Regions from separate parts of the Danio rerio genome. Here region 1 is linked to region 2. The links are chromatin contacts, called in public Hi-C maps. All regions are on one chromosome and are shown on one strand. Each heading gives the region's core, a stretch centred on a gene start, on an enhancer-like site or on the middle of the called end of the contact. The rest is flanking DNA. Distances are from core to core; before and after follow the strand shown. Region 1 holds the start of tmc2b (transmembrane channel-like 2b). Region 2 overlaps cyp1d1 (cytochrome P450, family 1, subfamily D, polypeptide 1).

What was found. A called contact is a pair of places that touch in the nucleus more often than the background predicts.
Region 1: a contact with region 2 is called in a Hi-C map of embryo, with 1.6 times the contacts expected there. The contact joins the promoter of tmc2b here to the enhancer-like site in region 2. A contact is called at or near these places in 3 of 18 Hi-C or Micro-C datasets (all in embryo).

What each region holds. Positions count from the first base shown.
Region 1 is chr5:26,260,920-26,264,645 of GRCz12tu, reverse strand. It overlaps tmc2b (transmembrane channel-like 2b), which reads left to right and starts at 1,758. Exons shown (of 20, transcript NM_001302223.1): 1 at 1,758-1,854; 2 at 2,510-2,755; 3 at 2,950-2,962. The coding sequence starts at 1,798.
Region 2 is chr5:26,223,514-26,227,389 of GRCz12tu, reverse strand. It overlaps cyp1d1 (cytochrome P450, family 1, subfamily D, polypeptide 1), which reads left to right. Exons shown (of 8, transcript NM_001007310.1): 4 at 875-998; 5 at 1,576-1,665. Among named protein-coding and RNA genes, the nearest start is that of cyp1d1, 10 kb to the left of the region's middle. Within about 2 kb of position 1,264, at least 6 of the 62 cell types and tissues checked have an H3K27ac peak or open chromatin away from gene starts, as enhancers often do.

The DNA of each region.
Region 1 (3,726 bases), core at 509-3,008, 37 kb before region 2:
ATCATGAGAGCCACTTTGATTATTGTAATCTTTGATCTGCCCTGTATCCTGGCGTTTTGTTTCCTGGCTTTCGCAGCTCGGCTTTAGACCTTGACTACCATTTACTGTAGTCAAGGAGTCATTTGATTCCTCCTGTAGAAGCAAAGCACCTGTTAACAGAGACCCACTGACAGTCAGGTGTGCCATCAGCACTAGATGCTCCGCGAGTCTCAGTAGCACATCTTATACTGGCAAGATGCCCCGCAGAAAAAGTGATATTGAGATAACCATGGATGATGGTAAGTATATTTATGTTTCTAAAGATTGTTAAATAATTTTCTTGGTTTGTTGAATAATTTTGAGTGAGTGTGCAGAGCTACTTTCAGACTCTTACATGTGTGTTTTTTTTTTTTGCTAAATTATTTGCATGTTAAAACTACTTACTTAAAAAGTGCTGAATCAACACCATTCTTTTTTGGGGGGACAACTTAGTGGTTTTATTTTCAATCCACTTACATTTGTAAAAAACACTTAAGTTAATTTTATCAGTTTGTGTTGGGACAACAGGAAAAATATGTCTATGGCACACAGCATTTTTACAGGGATTTACACTTTGAAAACGTTTATGTCATTTTGACCACAGTGTGGCTCATGACGAAAGCTATATGTGACCTATTATTTAACAGTAGAATTAAGGCTATGTTACGTCTGCAAAGCTTGTGAAAACAAAAAAATATAGCATACTTTTATTTACTTTTAATGCTTTTAATATATAGTAGCTTATTTATTAAGAAATGTTGAATGTCACAGTTGTAAAAATAAAAAAAATATTTATAAAAAACAATATCCTATTTAATGACAAAATAATAATAATGATAATAAGAAATAATATTAATAATAATTATTATTATTATTATTACTGTTTTTAATAAGTAGCCCATCATAAATTACAACCATAAACAATTAATATGATTTTTATAAGAGATTAGAATGTTAGCCAAGTAGTTTCATGTTTTAACATAGAATATTCTCAATAATATTTGTAAAGGGAACATTGGCTCTATATGTGCCGTTTACATATATTTAAGTTAAAATAGAAAATGAGTGCACGTTTTTACTAAAACTAATATTGGACTTTATTAAGTGGGTGTGTGTGTGTAAAAAAGTATAATTTTATACAAAAAACTATGGTCATTTTCTCCAAAGAAGTTGTTAGTCCGCTCAGTTTAGAGCGTCATTATGGAGGTTTTACACAATAAAAAGGGTTCAAACAATGGATCTGCAACAGACGAACTACGGGTTTGGGGGAACACTCCTCACTACATGATTCTTTTCCCAAACGATGAATCGTATTATGATAGTTCAGCCACTAGTTATGTCATTGTTTGGAAAATGCACCCCAGATAGTGTTTATAGTCTTATGCAGTTCAATTAAGGATTTTAGTGCTGATTATTATTCATAATTGCAGTGCTCAGCATAATTGAGTAATATTGTAATAGCTATAAAATTGTATAGCTTCCTATTAAAATATTAATTTAAAAGATAGATTTGTGAGGGGTGTACTTGTATGCTGAGCACTGTATGTGTTTCTGTTTTTGTAATTAAATGCTTGATAATTATTCCTTTTTAGAAAGTCAATATAATATAATATACGATAAGTGCTTTAATGATTAATATTAACATGCATTAATGTAATGTATTTTGTCATAAACTGCACTTAGTTGACAGGAATTTAGAGTTATTGTCTTTCTGAGTTATTTTAAGTATCACAAATGAAAAAAAAATGCATAAAACCTGATTATTAATATAATCTTTGTATGTGTGTTTTACAGTTGGGATGGAAATGGATGCAGAATTTGATAGTGGAAGTGATGGTAAGATTTGAAGATGGTTGAAACTATAATCACCTTTGTTATTTTATTGTAAAAATATTATTGAAATATCATTTCATTCATATTATTTATAACAGTGTTTCTTTTTAAAATGACTACAATTTATTTTGAATTTCATTTAATAACATAATTTACAATATTATGAATTGAATCTATATAATAATGTGATTGGGGCGACGTTGTGGCGCAGTGGGTATCACTATTGCCTCACAGCAAGAAGGTCGCTGGTTCGAGCCTCACCTGGGATAGATTCTGTGTGGAGTTTGCATGCTCTCCCTGTGTTCGCGTGGGTTTCCTCTGGGTACTCCGGTTTCCCTCACATGTCCAAAAACATGCGGTATAAGTGAATTGGGTTAGCTAAATTGTCCATAATGTATGTGTGTGAATGAGTATGGGTGTCTCCCAGTGATAGGTTGCAGCTGGAAGGGCTCCCGCTGTGTAAAGCATATGCTGGATTAGTTGACCGTTCATTCCGCTGTGGCAACCCCTGATTAACAAAGGGACTAAGCCAAAGAGATAAATAAATAAATAATAATGTGATTAAATATTTTATTATTGTTATTTTTATATAAATTTTAAATTCTTTAAATATTTCTTGAATCACAGTCAGTTTTTCTACCTATCTATTTCTTTGCAGTGGACTCAAAAAGAAGAGCAAAAGGCAGGAATAAACCAAAACCTGCGGCGCGAGGAAGGAAAGCCAAACCAGCAGACAGTGTGGAGGAGAGCGAAGAAGAGGAGGATGAATCGCCGCGCAAGAGGAGAGGCCGGAGGAAGAAGCAAGAAGACGAGGATGAGAGTGAGGAAGAACAGAAGGGAAGAAGAAAGAAAGCTGTCAATTCCAGGAAGAGAACAGCAAAGAAAGACGAGTCAGAGGAGGAGAGCGAAGAGGAAAAGGGAAATAAAAGGAGAGGTGGGAGGAAAGGAGCAACTAAGAAGGAGAAAGAGGAGGAGAATAACAAGGAGAAGAAAGGGAATGGCAAAGCCGGAGGAAAAGGAAGTAACGATAAACATGATGATAAGGATAAAGATAAGAAAAAGAACAAAGGCAAAAATAGCAGGTGCAGTATTCTCTAGTCTCCCTCTTCATGCCACACACACACACACACACACACAAAGAGTGCCGTTCAACAACCTCATTACCTCAGAATTTTTATTAAAACAGCCATATACATCTATTGCCATAAAATAATCTTGAATATTCTCAGTTGTTCATATTACATCATAAACTTGAATATCAAGTAGCAAAAGACAGCTATGAAACTAAGATTTATAATCACATTTGTCAATAATATCTCTAAGTGATTGTTGTGATTGTTTAGGGGTGTAACAGTGCAAGTTTTGAATTGATAATTACAGGTATTTTGATTTGGCTACACAATTACAGGATTGTTTTAAAAGCAAATAACCATTAATAAATAATAATTGATTTGATGCTCGTTGATGCCATATAGGTGTCTTACAGTAGCAGAGCGCAAGTAAACATGATCATTTATTCCTTTTTACTCATGATAGTATGAAACAAACATGATTTGTGTTTATTTTATACTGTAACTACACTCTAAGCCCGGATAAGATTACTTAAAAAAAAAAGAGGAAACTGGTTGCTCTAAAAGATTTAAGTAATGCATACTTAAAAAACCTGAGTGAGCTCTACTTAAAAGATAAGAGTGGTTCTAATATGCATTATAAGTTGAATAGATTTAATGCTTTAAATCAGTGTCAGTTTACTCCACTTATCTTTTTAAGTGCATTAAAACGCACACAAAAGTAATACACAGGGTTGTTTTTATTTAAATTACCTTTCAAAATACAACAAAACGATGCAAATGCTGTGCAATACAACTTATAAAT
Region 2 (3,876 bases), core at 15-2,514:
ATGTTTTTGAACTGATATTTTATTTTCATTTTTTAAACCAATATGCTAATGCTTTGTACACTGTACAGCTGTTAAATATAACTGGTCTTAGCATTGTGCAGTCTATTATTTTTAATGATTATTGACTTGCTCCCACATATACCCCTGCCATTTTTCTGTTATTGTATTCACGTGTCTTACATAAGTTCCATCCATACTCCAAGCATTCAATATTAATCAATATTTTGGTCTGATCTCAAGCCTAGGCAAATAAATGAGAAAGCACCAATCGGAGGCCGCATTCTTATGATGTCATGGTGTAGACTTTTTACAAAGTATTTTTCAGTAACGTTATTTTAAAAATACAAGACACTTAAGTATTTTGATACAAAATATTAACCCTTTTTCATAAACCCTATCAAATGCAAATTACAAAATACTATTTTGTATTTGAAAATACGGAATTGAAATATAAGTATCATAAATACTGGCCATCCCCGATCACAGCCATCTCACATGATAATGTTTTAAATATTTCACATGTTCCACACATATCACATGTGATTTTAACAGGATTGCACATGTGAAGCTCATGTGGCTTTTCTGTGAGGGTAATGCATTTTGCTGAATACACTGAATTAATTCATAATGTGCTCCAAAATATAACCAGACCTAAATTTCTCCCGCAGAGTGCCTGTGAAGGGAGTTTTTGTTGATACAAAGTTAAATATTCACATGCACAGTTGAATTTGGTGTAAACAATGTTGGGCAAGACACACATACTGTACATACAATTCCAGAAACAAGACGGATGTAAATGTGACATAAAGTGAATACAGGTTATTCTTTTTAAACATTTGCACATTTGATTCTTTGTGTTTTTTTTTTTGTACAGAACTGTATCCGAGACATCACTGATGCCCTTATAGCAATGTGTGAGGACAGACAGGAGGACAAGGAATCAGCTGTGCTCAGCAACTCCCAGATCGTTCACAGTGTCATTGACATCTTCGGAGCTGGTGAGAGACCCATATTGTGCTTTCGGATGTATAACAGACAGTGTTTTTCTCTACAAGTCCTGAAATTATGAACATGAACAACATAGCTGTTACATAAGGTAAAAATGTATTACCTGTCCTGCTATATTTCATATCGATTTTAGACTCTTTTAGTCAGACATAACCACATGCCCTCCAAGGCTGCATTGCGCTAATAGGTTTGCTTGTTGTAAACATGCATTTACATCCAGACCAGAACCAGATGTTTTTGCTGGCTCTATGTTGCAGTCACAGGGGAGGCACTGCAGACTCTCCTACCAGAGTCAGACCTTCAGTTCTTCTGAGAATTTGATTTAGATGCATGTTTTTTATCGGCTCTTGGCTCAAGCTATTCATTCTTGTCTCAGTTTATGCATCTTGGTTGTTCTAGTTCATTAAAGAGTATTTAACAACCCGCCCTGAGGAGCTCAAACTGCTAAGTTTCAATCTTTTAGCCTGAGAACATTGTTTTTTTACCCAGCAATACATCTTAGTTGGTAAATGTGACGTGTCTTGGGGACTTTATAAATTTTGACTATTGCTTTTTCACTCCTTGTAGGTTTTGACACCATCATCACTGGTTTGCAGTGGAGTCTATTATACCTGATCAAGTTTCCAAACATCCAGGATAAAATCGTCCAAGAGATAGGTGAAGACTCAACAAAACAACATTCTGGAAAAAAAGTTTCCCATCATGCATGTCCCTTTCTTAAACTCTGTTTGGAGAAATTGGATCTGCATTAGCTGTGAAGTGTGGTCTGCTTTGAGACAGAAACAGGAAACCAAAAATAATACACAATTTGATTTACAGTTTTGAAGGCAGAGTTTAAAAGATTTAGGACCTAAGGAGAACTAAGCTTGTTTTTCATGTGGTCTCCCTCTATTTTGGCCTTTTGGAAAAGAAAGAATTTGCCATAAACAGGAAATTATTTTGTCTAAATGAGATATTATCTACAGGGTTACTCAGAAGTGGCTGCAACCAGAGACATCTGAAAGAAATTTAGGGTAATCTGTTGAACTGATGAAGATGTAATGCATATTATTTAGATTTTCCTTTCAAACTGAGTGTATTAAGCCTGTTCTAGACTTTCAGTTCATTTTTTAGCAAATGTAAACGGCAAAATTACACCAAGCATGATTTTTGACATATTTTTCTTAAGCTATATGTGGCTAAATACAGTGTTGGGGTAACATGTTATAAGTAATGTGTGTTACGTAATATTATATCCAAAGTAATGAGTAATATAACACATTACTTTTAATAATAGGTCATATTATTTGAGTTACTTTTTAGAAAATGTGCACAAGTTGCTTTTTACCCTGGTTAATTAGCTTTTACAAAATATATTGTGGAATAAAAATGACCTCAGTCAGATTGAATCCCACACTCAATGGGAGAGCGTCCTGCGAGGGGACATTCGGCTCGCACTCATCATTATCATCAGGTCTCGTTTTTCACAGCAGATGAGTCATTATACAGTTCTAGTAACTGAATAGCTCAGGATATGGGTTTATTTATAGTCAGAGGGGGGTATCTGGTATGTTAGTACTTACTGAAGACGCAAACCATTTCTTGACAACTCCGTTCAATTTAAAGACGTGTTTTAACTGTTTCACTTAGAAGATCCGTTCTATTGATTCGTTCGCAAATAGGCCATCATCACTAAAGACAGTCAGAAACAAAAACTATGGCAGGCTGGAGACTTAATTTTTGCAATGGATTCTTGCTATTTTGAACTCATTGAAGAAAAGAAGCGGATAAGTGTAGATTATGTTTAAGCAGTGCTTACTTTGTAAATTGGGAGGTCCCTGGAACAGATCGGGGTAACAGAACCGGCATGTTCTTAGAAGAGGGAGAGGTGTCGCGGACGAAAGCGAAGAGGGTTGGGGATTCGCGGAAGAAAGTGAAGAGGTGAATTGGTAAAATGAGGTTAAAAAATATAAGCCCTATGTTTAAGTAAAACTCTTGACAACTGTAAGAAACACGAGATTGAAAAAAAAAAACGGATGCGAAGCCCTATGTTCGCACCCCACCTCCAGCTAAACAACAAATGACTGACGTTAGTTCACATTTTACAGGTAAAACAATTAGTTCAACTAAAATTAAAAAAAAATGGTTATTGCTTTAAGTATAATTTTGGGAAAGTTGTCTCAATAAAAACAAGTCTCAGAATTTATTTGAGCGGATCACATTGCATGTGGAAAATCTCAGAATCGATGCAGAATCATTTCTCGATCAATTTATTGCCACAGCTCTAACTTTGGCCATCAAACACTGTTGTTGAAAGGTCTAAAAGACCCATTTGTTTCAGCTTTGTAAAAGCAAATCCACTTTACATTCCGTTCCAACGGTTGAGGACAACATTGTATTTATTCTTTTGAGTGTGCCAAGGAACCTTCTGAAGCCAAAAATCAGATATATTGATGAGTGTACAGTAAGTGTTCATTCACAGACATTCATACCAAACTTGGCCATTAATCAGAGCAAAGGAGGAGTTTGGAGAGCATGAGTCCTTGAAATAACTATTTCAGACACTGTACATTTGATGGCAAAATTATTAGGGGACTTTTTTTTTTTATATATTTTTAAATTTATGTTCAGTGTAAAGATATTCTTCATAAAATGTCCTTGTTATATTTTTCTCCTTGGGAAAGTTTTTTGTTTGTTTGTTTGTTTTGCTGTAATCAACTCAAGTCAAATTGAGTTTTAATAATAATAATAATTATTATTATTATTATTTTTTTTATTATTATTATTGTTATTATTATTATTATACATTAAGTTTTTTATATTAATAAAAAATATAAAAGGTCAATATTATTAGTCTTCTTCATTTTTATTTTCAGTTGGCCACAGAAT